2 separate regions of the Arachis hypogaea genome follow, and region 2 is linked to region 1. The links are chromatin contacts, called in public Hi-C maps. All regions are on one chromosome and are shown on one strand. Each heading gives the region's core, a stretch centred on a gene start, on an enhancer-like site or on the middle of the called end of the contact. The rest is flanking DNA. Distances are from core to core; before and after follow the strand shown.

Region 1 (6,339 bases), core at 2,057-4,556:
ACAGCCTAATCTTTAGTTAATAGTCCCCTTGAAATAGTTTGATTGTTCAATTTTATTTTATGTTTTAGGCATGCATCAATATTCCATATGGAGAAATTGTGTGTGATATATTAATGTTGACATGATGATTTGCGTGTGACAGGCCACCTATTCTAATAGCTATCACATTAGTGTGGAAAAGAGGAAGGATTTTCCCTTTGGTTCTCTGTAACAGCCAACCACCATCTTGGTGCTTTTATGTATTAACTCATTTGCACTACTGGACATTTGGACCCCATATCAATGCTCAAGTCTAGTCCTCTCAAAAATAAACACACATTAACCAAATTTTTATATATTATAATTTTCAATTTCTGTCCATCATCCTTGTCTTTCTATCTTGTAATTGTGAAGGTCCTAACTCTTTGGTCAAACCAAAATACCAAACAGTTTGCAAGATGACAATAACTAAGTAATAAACATCATCAAAATTATTATTAGCATTGATATAATGAACTGAATATTAGATTCATTAATAAGTTAACCACCTTAATTTGAGATCAAATCATGGTCCACTAAGATTATAAGCTACTTTGTTAATGCAATGCCAAAGTGCCGAGCATAGTGACCTCTCAAATATTAATCCCTCTATATGGGGACCAGTATATTATGGATTTTGAGGTTGGATATGAATTCAAAGCATGCAATTATATCCATCATTTTCCTCTCTTTTGAATAGGTAATTACTCCTTTCACAAAAAAGGTTGCACCTATAACATAATCATTTGGCTGATTGAATTCGTGTATAGAAAAAATCTTGTCCGACAAATTTGATATAGGTGGGAATAGATTTTCTCAATTTTTTTAAATTGTTTGAAATTTTTTAAGTAGGACAATATATATATATATATATATATATATATATATATATATATATATATATATATATATATATATAAAAGATATTAAATGATAAAAAATTATACTTTATTAAATAATTTTAAAAAAATTGAGAAGATCCACTTCTTGATATAAATTATTTTACTGGAATTACCATATATTTTTAGACTTTGAGAATTTATAATAAAAGTATCTATAGATCACTTGTTATAATGGTTCTCATTGGTAGTAAAGAATTGAATCTACAACAAAAATATTAAGTCTATGTATTTATAATACATATATAAATACATATTTTTAATATATATTTTGTATTTTAATATATATCTATTAGTGTACACTTAAACATAGTTGAATCTACAATTTAAAAAATACAAGCTAAAAAAATTATATATGAAAAATTGTAATTTAAAGGAAAACAATGGTTTTTGTTTATTTTCCAAAATATAGAGGTGAATTGGAAATTCAAAAAAGTTGACATGATTTGCAATATATATTTAATTTAAAACATATAAATTTACATACAATTTTCTTTTGAAAAAAATTTCAAAATGGAATTTTTTGGAACAAATTGCTATCTTTGTTAAAATATAATAAAAAGAAAATTCGTTAGAGGTTATGAAGCATATATACTTAATTAAATTGTTGTGTCTGCATATCCGATATATTTCGGATACGACATTTATTGATAGTCATCTGATGTTTATTTTGTCCAACTGCGTCTTAATAAAAAATAAATAATTCTTTTATAAACATGTTTATACACACATAAATACCATTACATGTTAACATATTCAACTTATAATATGTATTTTTAAAATGAGTTTAGAAATAGTATATATTATTATTTATTAAAATAAAATAATATTTTAATATTTTATATAATTAAAAAATATTAAAAATTAAAATATTAATTTATATTTTAATATCAAAATATTATTATAATTTATCTAAAAGTACTTTATATTTTATATATATGTTATATTTTCGTATCCTATAAAAATTTAAAATTTGTGCATTTGCGTGTGACTTGTCTTACGATGTCTCTTGTTCGTATTAATGTTCATGCATAATAGTTTGAAAGCAAATTTTGAATACACTGGTCCATACAATACCTTCCACCGAATTGCCTGTACCCCATACCAAAATAAATTCCCAATTTGCTCCATTAACCTGTATATCACCATTCTTTGTATCATAAATTTATTTGCGTTCTTTGTTAACTGTGTCAAAACTAAAAAATGTGACACTATTTGTGTAGTCATTCTTGAAAATTTTGACATTTTGTACTGTGGTTCATACCCTTGTTGGGCTGAAGAAATTACTGCCAGTCAATTACCATCTTTGCTGTAGATAGGAAGGAGTAGTAACACTCATGAGGGTAAATACTCCACGTGATGTCTACTATAGTGAAAAAGAAAAATAATAAAGAGACCAAAATTTACTTTTATAGATAATAACTGAATTTTTTTAAAAGAATATATCATTTAATTTTTATTAATTTTTAACATAAATTATACACATTATTTATCAATTTCTTTCCACAAACCCCTCTTCATAGTAGAATTCTCTTTATTAAGGTCTTCTTGAATAGTCACGTCCAAAGACATATCACCAAAATCATCATTTACTCTTGTACTCTTGGTACTTCCTTTTGATAAGGTTTTGTCACCTACTCAACCCATCCAATGTTCCTCTGGTGTCTGCCTATTTTCACCGGTAACAATTTGACATCTCAAGAATATTTTGAGAAAAATGGGGTCTGTAATCTTTTTATTTACATTGGTAAATATTTTTATAATATAAGATACAATTTTTTTATTATTATCAATTATTTTTAAAATTAAAAAGTAAAAATACAAAAATAATATGTATAAAAATGTTCTATAATGTGATTCATTAAGTTAATACATTTTTAATATTAAAATAATATAAAATAAATTTACATCAAATCTAATAATACAATATTAAATAAGAAAGTTTAGGAACTATCACTTTTATTAAAAATCTGATGAGCACTTAACTAGCAGAAGAAAAATGAGTAATCCTATGTTATTGGATGAAATCTCACACCGTTAAAAACATCAATAATAACTACTTGATAGCTATAAATAACAAAACTTGGTAATCCCCTAACATTCCTCATATTAAATTTAGTACAAATAAGTATAACAGAAAAATATTACACATACAAAGTCTTTTATAAACTAAGCCCAACTAAATTAAATAATAACAAAAATAATGCTGATTATAACTTTTTTATTATATTAAACCAACTTAGTTGAATTTAATTAACAAAAAGACTTGGATGTGTAGTATTATTCAAATCAACAAATCATATCACATCAATCCACTAGTACTTAGTTTGAAAAAAACTGAGACGGTGAATTCCCCATTATTGCTGTCGTTTTAGCAAACTAGTTTTCGGAACTTGGTTTATATTGGATGACCCGCTCTCGTTGTGTGTGATAAATCCCTTGACAAAAGAAGAAACTAAGTTGTTATTAGTTAATCCTTTATGCCACCAACTCCAACGGTGTTGAAGAAGCAATAAAAATAAAAGTGAATTTTAGAGAAACTAACCTCCCTCTTAATTACAAAAAAGGTTTCTTGTCATTCAAGTGTTTAATGCACAACAGTATATAAAGTTCTTCTCTGCTCCACTTCATAGAAAATGGAAAATCTTCATGGCTTATGCTTATAAATTTGGCTTTCTTCTTGAATTCCATGATACCTACGCAAAATTTTCTACAGTTCTGCTTTACTATATGATTTGTTTTGTGACGAAGGTGAGTAAAATACCTCACTTTATTTAATTTTTATTTTTTCTATTTGAATATTTGCATTTCCTAACTTGTAACAATATGAAATTATAAATTATTGCAGCTGTTCTAGTTCTGAACCATACTAATTGTTCTTGGATCCTGATCCTCAGAGAATTGTTAATCATACATTTCCATATATATATATATATATATATATATATATATATTCATGGAGAAAGAGAAAGAGGATTGCAATAGTAGAATTTTTTAGTTAGTTGGTATAATCCTCAATTCCTTTTTTTGTCTTGCTTAAATTCAGTGAAGGAATCAGCATGTTGTTTTCAGTGAAATTCTGATGGTTATGCTTGCTTTGAATTGTTTAATCTAAATGCTAGCTTGACCCTTTAGTTATCCTTTGTTTTTGTACGTGTCTTAATCTTGTTCCTCAAATATTTCAGTGCTTGAAAACAAGACACTTTTCTGCAACATTCACTGACCACAGATAGGTGGCAAAAATGGAAAATCAACACCAATGATTTATGTATTGTTCTTTTTAAAACTAAGAGAATGCAGTTCCACCTTTAACAAAGAATGCTTTTTCTTTATAAAGCACAAGGGGAGAACCAAGCTTTAAGCTTTTTCTTTTTCAGTTCTATTTTATCTAGGATTCTCCATTATCACAATGCTCTTTATTTATTTATTTTTTAACCCCTTCTCCCTTCTTGGCTGTTTGTCAGACGTTTAAGCACCGTTTCTATAAGAGAGATTTCTTTATTCTAAATGGAAAGTGCACTTTAATACAGCATTATTTAAAGTTCACAAACTAGCTTTAGGCTTTTTTTTTTTTACTTTTTTTTTTCTTTATTAAATGTTAGAGTCAGCATAACATCTAACTATTGAATGAACTAACATTCCTGAATGCCACATCTGAAAGAAGTAAATCCCTTTCCCTATTCAGAATCTGTTTATCGGTAAGTTGCAATATGTGATGCATTCTGCATCAACAAAATCATTTTCTGTACTAAAATAAAATTTTCAGAAAAATTTGTTGGCCAAACTTGTTTTAAATGATTTCTATAAAAGTTCCATATTTTCAGAACTGAAGGTATCACTGACTTTGACTAGGTTCATGATTAGCATAGTTAATTTTAGCCTTGAACATGTTTTACTTTTCTAGCCGTATGATATGCTAATAATTTGCTGCAATTTCCAAATGCAAACCAGGAAAGCATGATTAACAGTTGAGATCAGAAATTGTGACTATCTTTGTCTGACTCAAACCAAAGCAAGCTCGATGAAGTTGCGGTTATTCATCGTTGTGCTTGTCCTTCTAAGCTTCATAGTTTCACTCTTTGAATTGATTGTAGCTGATTTAAACTCTGACAAACAAGCTCTCTTAGAGTTTGCTTCAGCCGTTCCACATGCACCAAGGCTAAACTGGAATGAATCTACTTCAGTTTGCAACTCATGGATTGGTGTGACTTGTAACTCGAACAGAACCCGAGTCACCGGCATCCGTCTCCCGGGAATTGGACTAACCGGTTCAATTCCAGAGAACACTTTAGGAAAACTAGACACTCTTAGAGTCCTTAGCCTTCATTCAAATGGCCTTAAAGGAAATCTTCCTTCTGACATAGTTTCCATTCCTTCACTCCAATTTGCACTGCTTCACCACAATAATTTCTCAGGTCCAATTCCATCCTCTGTCTCCCCTAAACTCGTGGCATTCGATGTTTCCTTTAACTCCTTCTCTGGAAGAATTCCACCAGCATTTCAGAATCTGAGAAGACTCACCTGGTTGTATTTACAAAACAACAACATTTCTGGAACTATCCCTGAATTCAACCTTCCAAGGCTTAAACAATTGAATTTGAGCTATAATAACCTGAACGGAACAATTCCAAATTCTGTTAAGACATTTCCTTACACTTCTTTCGTAGGTAACTCGCGCTTATGCGGACCGCCTCTCAACAATTGCTCATCGATATCCCCTTCTCCATCTCCTTCCCCTGAGTATCAACCATCCTCTCCATCAACTACACAAGATCAAAAGGATCATAAGAATAACTTTGGCCTAGCTACTATACTTGCTCTTGTCATTGGAGGCATTGCATTTCTCTCCCTGCTAGTTTTAGTGTTCTTTATATGCTGTTTGAAGCGAAAACCGAAAGACAGTACTAAAAAAAGCGGTGGCATACTCAAAGGGAAGGGATCTTGTGCTGGAAAGACTGAGATTTCCAAGAGTTTTGGGAGTGGAGTTCAAGAGGCCGAAAAGAACAAGTTATTCTTCTTTGAAGGTTCATCTTATAGCTTTGATCTTGAGGACTTACTGAAGGCTTCGGCCGAAGTTCTTGGTAAAGGGAGTTATGGAACAGCATACAAGGCTGTTTTGGAGGAAGGAACAACTGTGGTAGTTAAGCGGTTGAAGGAAGTTGTTGTTGGAAAGAAGGAGTTTGAGCAGCAGATGGAAATTGTTGGGAGGATTGGACGCCACCCGAATGTCATGCCGCTTCGTGCTTATTACTATTCCAAAGATGAGAAGCTTCTAGTTTATAACTTCATGCTTGGTGGAAGCTTGTTTCACTTGTTGCATGGTAAGTTCTAAGTTCACCATTGCTCCATGTATTTGTTGTCAATTATCATGGCATTTTTTGCACTCATTGCTTAGCTTTGTTCAGTAATTGGTAATCCATCG
Region 2 (6,339 bases), core at 1,022-3,521, 270 kb before region 1:
TTGATTTAAGCAGCACAGCTGATACATAAATTGTGAGAAAGAAACCTGCATGCTCTCAGCAACAAATATCATAAGATAGGTGTAAAAACTCAAAAGTACAAATATGGAGGAAACAGAAGCTATATATTAGAAACATTTTGTCAATGTGTCTACACTATGAAAAAAAAAACGAAGTAAAAAAGGCACTGATATGAAGATATCAAGCAGGAAGCATTTCCTTATTCACCAAGCGAATTTTACATAAGATCTAAGGATCATTCTAGAAACACAAGGCATAAGCATCATCTCTTAGTTACCTCTACAAATTCATCTTTACTTTTATAATGATTATGGAAGTTCCAATTTTGTTACAAAGGAGAGGTGCTGATAATCAATGACCCAACCCTACATGATCCTCATAGATCATTCCACAAAATGTTTGAATTAACACAGCCAACACTGGCATTTTTCTCGTTGAATTAACAGATAACATTTGACAAGCTACCAATATTAAAAATTTGAGCACTCTACCATGCTATTAGTTCATATTCATAAGCCTGTCAAAAAGTCCTGAAAACACATATCCTTGCATACAAACATACCAGAGCGTGTAGCACATACTATTTCTCTAATTCGCACGCAATGAAACTTGGGTTCAGCTAAGCCATATGATCGAAATCCAATCATATAATATGATACTAACACTTGATAAACAATACAATCAATCACTTGAAAACCAAATAATACCTTGCAAATGCTGGCGAATGAACACCACCAACAGCAAGAGGGAGAAAGGGATAAGCTGTTCCAGCCACTTAACAGCCTGCTGAACATTCCTATTACCACTACCAAGAAGCTCATACACCTCAGACGCAGGTGTCTCGTACACAGGCGGGTCCTGAATCAGCCGGTGCCGAGTCTCAGGGTCGGTAATGTTCGGCGGCGGCCACGGCCGTCCGTTGACCATAATACACTCATGATGGCCCGATCGAGACACACGACTCAGCTGCGAAGAAGAGGAAACCGAACCAATCACATCATTGTTGTCTTGGTCCCCAGTACCAATTATGCGAATTTGAACTTCACCAGTCCCACTGCAGGCACCACCAGAACCAGAACCAGAACCAGATTGAAGCTGAGACCTAGGGCGCAAATGAGTTGTTGAAGGTCCATCTCCAGGTGCAGGTGCAGGTGCAGGTGCAGGAGAAGAAACATCGGGGTTTGAGCACATGATGCCAGAATATTCGAGAACAAGAGAAAGAGGAGTGCGGAATCTTAAGGGGATGTTGATGCTACTACGCCAAGTCACATCACTGGTATCTATATCGTTATTATTTACAGAAGAAGAAGAAGAAGAAGAAGAAGAAGAAGAAGAAGAAGAAGAAGAAGAAGAAGAAGAAGAAGAAGAAGAAGAAGAAGGAAAATCCATCTTGTTCCCCTTCCCGAAGAAAACCCCTAATTCTATGAACCTAATCTCTAGTTGATGGGTTCTTCTTCATCTCCTTCTTCTTGTGAAATTTAGAAGAGAGATTTTACAAATACAAGAAAATCATTATTCTGACTTGGAGAAGAAGTTGCAGGGTTTATTACGAAAGATGAAGAGATCAAATTTGAAAAAAAAAAAACCAGCGTCGCATGTGAATGCATTAATAGGACAGGAGACTTAGACATCGCCTAAGCGAATTTACAGAATGAGAAAAGGATAAAAAGAGTAATAATAAAAATAATTCATGTCAGGAATTCAGGATGGATTTTAGGGAATGAAGGTGTGAAGAAAGGAGCAGGAGCTGAAAGAAGAAGACCAAGGGAAGAAAGACAGACGAAAAGTCAAAGTCAGGAAACTCAAACCTTCGATCTCATTTTTATTTTTTTAACTTTTCATTGTTTTTTGGAGGTAACTAAGCTTGGCGCGGGTGAGGAGGGAAATGAAAAAAAAAATGTGTGTGTGGAGAAGGGGTTGAGGGAACGCGCTTTTTGTTTTCGGAGAACATCGAGTTCCAACTTCCAACCTCCAACTTCCAACAGCGCATGAACTGGGAACACCAAATATCGCCCCCGGATATTTTACAGAAAAAGAAGAAAATCGTAAAGAAATTATTTTAGAAATAACAATTTACAGATCGATTTTTAATTTTTGGCAAACATCGAAATCAGCTCTTGTCACTTGTCAGTTGTCAGGGGAACTTCCCGGCAAATCTCCTGAGGCTGGCCGCCTGGCTGATTTACAACGCAAAATGTTGGAGAGAAAAGTATGTTTTTTTTTTTCAAATTACGGTAAAAAAAATCAACAATTGTGTTTATACAAATTACAAAGTTAATAATTAATAATTTTTAACTATTAATTTTATATAAATATAATTATATATAAATTTTTATTTCAAATTATATATTAGCACATGACTAAAGTACCTTTTATTCAAAGGATTTTTAAATAATATTTTATTTATCAAAATATATCATTTTTAATATTTTTACAAAAATTTATTATATGATACTATAAACGAAATACGTATATTTTTGTTTTGTATACACTATAAACGAGATACGTGAAGTTATGATATTTATAGTGTAATGAGATAGTTATGACAAAATTTCAATAGTTATAAAAGGGTGTGCAACCATTTGATTTCTCCACAAACATTTTACTTCTTCTTTTCTTCCGTTTTTTCTTACAAAAAATAAGCCAAACTATCTAATAATAATAGATATGTGGTTCTAAGTGTGTATCCAAATTGTCATATAAAAAACAGTGACACTGGAATGATTATTTGAGTGCGATAATCCCATTCAGTTGCGCACCTGGTGAGTAAATTCCTTGTCTGAGCTGAAGAGTCTGATATTGAGTAGCGTTGGTGGTAAGGTGGGGTATAGATTGCTAGCACTGATAGAAAATGGAGTCTTTCGATTTTGGCTATTTTGACTCCATAGCGATGAACATGTACGCCCAATGTTTGACATCTATGGGAAAATCATGGCGGAACAAGTAAAGGAGCTTTCTGTGGAAGTCGGTGATGTTGGTGGCGGTAGATCTGGCCACTCGGATTTTGTGCAGGATGACCCACCTCTCGCACTACCTCCGATACACGTTGCTAGTCCAGTGGAAGACATGGACGTGGATGATGAGGACTCCGACGAGGAGTATGTTGTGGATAGCAACGATAGTGCTTCTTCTGAAGATGATGACGATGAGGAGTTTATACCAAAGACGCTGGTCGAGGCATCAGTTGAATATCTTCTACCTGCCCCACACCTAAATTCCTGCATTATCAGCTGTACCCAGTCACTATCATACATTGAATTTGGATGTGATCTACAAGAAAATCCCATTTTCCAACACGGATGAAGATGACTACAACTTAGATGGTGATGTTTGAGTTTCGGATTGGCCACAGATTCAAAAGCAGAGATGTTGTAATGCAGGGTGTAAAGAATTACAACATTCGCAAAAGTGTTAAGTACCGAGTTATGGAGTCAGACCAACTAAAGTACCATGTGTATTACCAGTAATGTGCAGCAGGATGCCTTTGGAGTCTTCTCGGATATTGGGGAGTTCAGGTTTAACTGTGGTGTATTTTTGCATTTATGATTATTATATTTGGTGTAAAGGCCAACCATGTATGTGTTATTTCGTTAGGGACATACGTAGGGTTGGAGGAGCGCATACGTGTTTGGAACCTATCATGTCTCAAGACCATCGACAGTTGGACAACAGTCTCATATGCAGTCATCCTGCCATTGATGCAGTCCAGCCCCTCTGTCAGCATTCTTGTTCTACAAGGTGCAGTTAGGCAAAGCAATCACTTCATACCCTCGTAAAGAAAGGTCTAGATGCCAAAGCAAAAGGCAATTGCGTGGATATATGGTGATTGGGAGGAGTTATACAATAAGGTGTTGAAGTTGCTACAAGCACTATAGAGTTGTTGTCCCATATCAATATGTGAGTTAAGGGTCGTCCCGTACTATGATGTGCACCTTATGGTGCGTGACTGTAGCATCTTTGATAAGGTGTTCTGGGCCTTCCCTGCCTGCATGGAGGCTTTCAAGCATTGCAAGTCATTCGTCTTTGTCGACAACACGTATTTATACAGCAAATATGATGGTGTTTTGCTTATTGCAGTGGCACAAGACAATAACAACAATATACTTCCTATTGCATTTGCAATTGTTGAGTCTGAGACCACAAAGTCTTGGTCTTTCTTCCTCACCAATTTGAGACAACATGTGACCCCCACAAGAAAGCCTGTTGATTATTTTTGACAAATCTCAGGATATCAAGGCTGCATTGAGAGCCGACGATAGTAGTTGGCAGCAACTTAGAGCGTTCCATACTTATTGTGTCAGGCACATGGCGGCGAACTTTATGTCGTGTTTCAAGTCTGCAGAGAGCAAGCAATATCTCATAAATGCTTCAAGTGGTACATGGATGCCTTGAGAGGTTTGTCGCGAGTGATGACAAACTGGGCTGGTAGGTTCAACAAAGAGATTTGGCTACAACATTGCAATCGCGGTCGCCGGTTTAGGCACATGACAATCAACCTATCCGAGTGCATGAATATAGTACTCAATGGTACGCGTTATTTACCAATTTCAGCCATCGTGTGATGCACCTACGAGAGGATGCAACAATTGTTTGTCAGGAAGGGGATGAAGGCACAGGCACAACGGGGGGAGAGGGGGAAATCAATTTTCCCAATGGCTAATAGTTGTTATTAAGAAGAACAAAGAGGGAATCTTGAAGATGCGCGTTATTCACTGCGATAGAGGGGCTTCAGTGTTTGTGGTTGAGGTCTTGAGGAGTTAGAGCCTTTCGACGGTTGGTCACAAAGTTCGTTTCAGGTTTGGTTGACGGCTGGCACATGTGACTGTGGCCTTTTCCACTCACTCCATTTCACGTGTCGTCATGAACTTGCCGCTTGTGCTGATGCAAGTGTCGAATGGGGACCTTACATGCATCTGGTTTACATGTAGGAGACTCCAGTTTAAGGTGTATGAGGTAAATTTCCCATCGATACTAAACGAGAAGCTTTGGCCGGAGTGGTATGGGACACGAGTCTATCCAAATCCAAACATGCGCAGAAAGGCTACTGGCAGACCTGTTTTCACCAGGTTTTGTAATGAGATGGATGAGGGTGGGTGCCAAGAGAAGAAGTGTGGTCTATGCAGGCAAACTGGTCATACCCGGAGAGGTTGTCCAAACCAGCCTATAGACGAGGCTTAGCTTAGTGTCATAAATTTCTTTGTTTGTATTTGCAATTGTTGTTTGTGTAGTTCCTTTGGTTGTTTAACTTTGTTCTTTGTTTACTTTGGTGGGTATGAAACTAAATGTTAGGCGATGTGTGTTTATTTTGATTATTTTATACCCCGATGGTGTTTTCTATTCCTATGTCGATTAAATTGTACTTGAATTCTAAAATTTGAAATACAACAATGTAATACATTTACATATAATATCCATATCAAGACCAAAAAATCTGGCTCACAAATTAAACAACATAGATATCACAAGTTTACATCAACGATGCATACAAACATAAATAATGTTACCAAAATACAATTTTAACAACATATGGCATAACATAGAGTAACAGTATAACAACATCATCAGTGCTAATCACCCGGATAATGCAGGTGATGTTCGGTGCCACATCGCAGAAGCTATGCCTGTCGGTGAGGTCTACTAGGACGTGTCTCCAGAGGAGACTGTGGATGGAAAAAGGGATCATGTGACTCGGGTGGTGGCTGCGGAGGTAGGGGATAATGAGGGACAAAGTAACTGTCTGAGTAAGGCACTAGTACATATAGATGAGGCTAATGCTGAGGCTGAGTAGGGGGAGGACACGGAGGTGGCGGCATTGGCTGCGATGCTGTCATCAATAGGCTATAGTCCACCAATGGTGGGGTAGCATACTGGGCACTAGGTTGGAGGTGTGTGCCGTATAAGATGCTAGACCCCGGTGAAGTGTACAGAACCTAAAGTGTGGTAGACATAGGAGCAGAAGAATGTTGATGAACATGCCCAATGCTCTGCTCCCTGCTCGTGTGGAACTGGTCGTCGAGACGTTGCATCATGTGCTGATCGGTAGTCCGAATCTGGAATGCCTCCTCGAACTGGATCTCTTCGACCATCGATGCCTCGGGATGACTGTTAGATGCCCCGAGGTCATGCCATCCAGGCAAGGCAGTATCCCAAGTATCCCGACCTGCCTGTGAATGTGAACCTGATGGTGGAGGTGGTGGTGGAGGTAAAGGAGGTGGTGGTAGGGGTGGTAGAAGCGGTAAGTCATCCTGGTCACCTGGCAAATCACCATGCTCATCCTGTCGGTGATACTCAGCCTCCTCCTCGGACTCCACATCCAAGTG

Evidence for each region. A called contact is a pair of places that touch in the nucleus more often than the background predicts.
Region 2: a contact with region 1 is called in a Hi-C map of leaf, with 3 times the contacts expected there. The contact joins the promoter of LOC112715751 here to the promoter of LOC112715743 in region 1. A contact is called at or near these places in 2 of 8 Hi-C or Micro-C datasets (both in leaf).

What each region holds. Positions count from the first base shown.
Region 1 is chr10:78,282,501-78,288,839 of arahy.Tifrunner.gnm2.J5K5, reverse strand. It overlaps LOC112715743 (probable inactive receptor kinase At5g58300), which reads left to right and starts at 3,306. Exons shown (of 3, transcript XM_025767551.3): 1 at 3,306-3,668; 2 at 4,869-6,238. The coding sequence starts at 4,939.
Region 2 is chr10:78,548,975-78,555,313 of arahy.Tifrunner.gnm2.J5K5, reverse strand. LOC112715751 reads right to left here and starts at 2,271. Exons shown (of 8, transcript XM_025767569.3): 1 at 727-2,271; 2 at 1-45. The coding sequence starts at 1,408.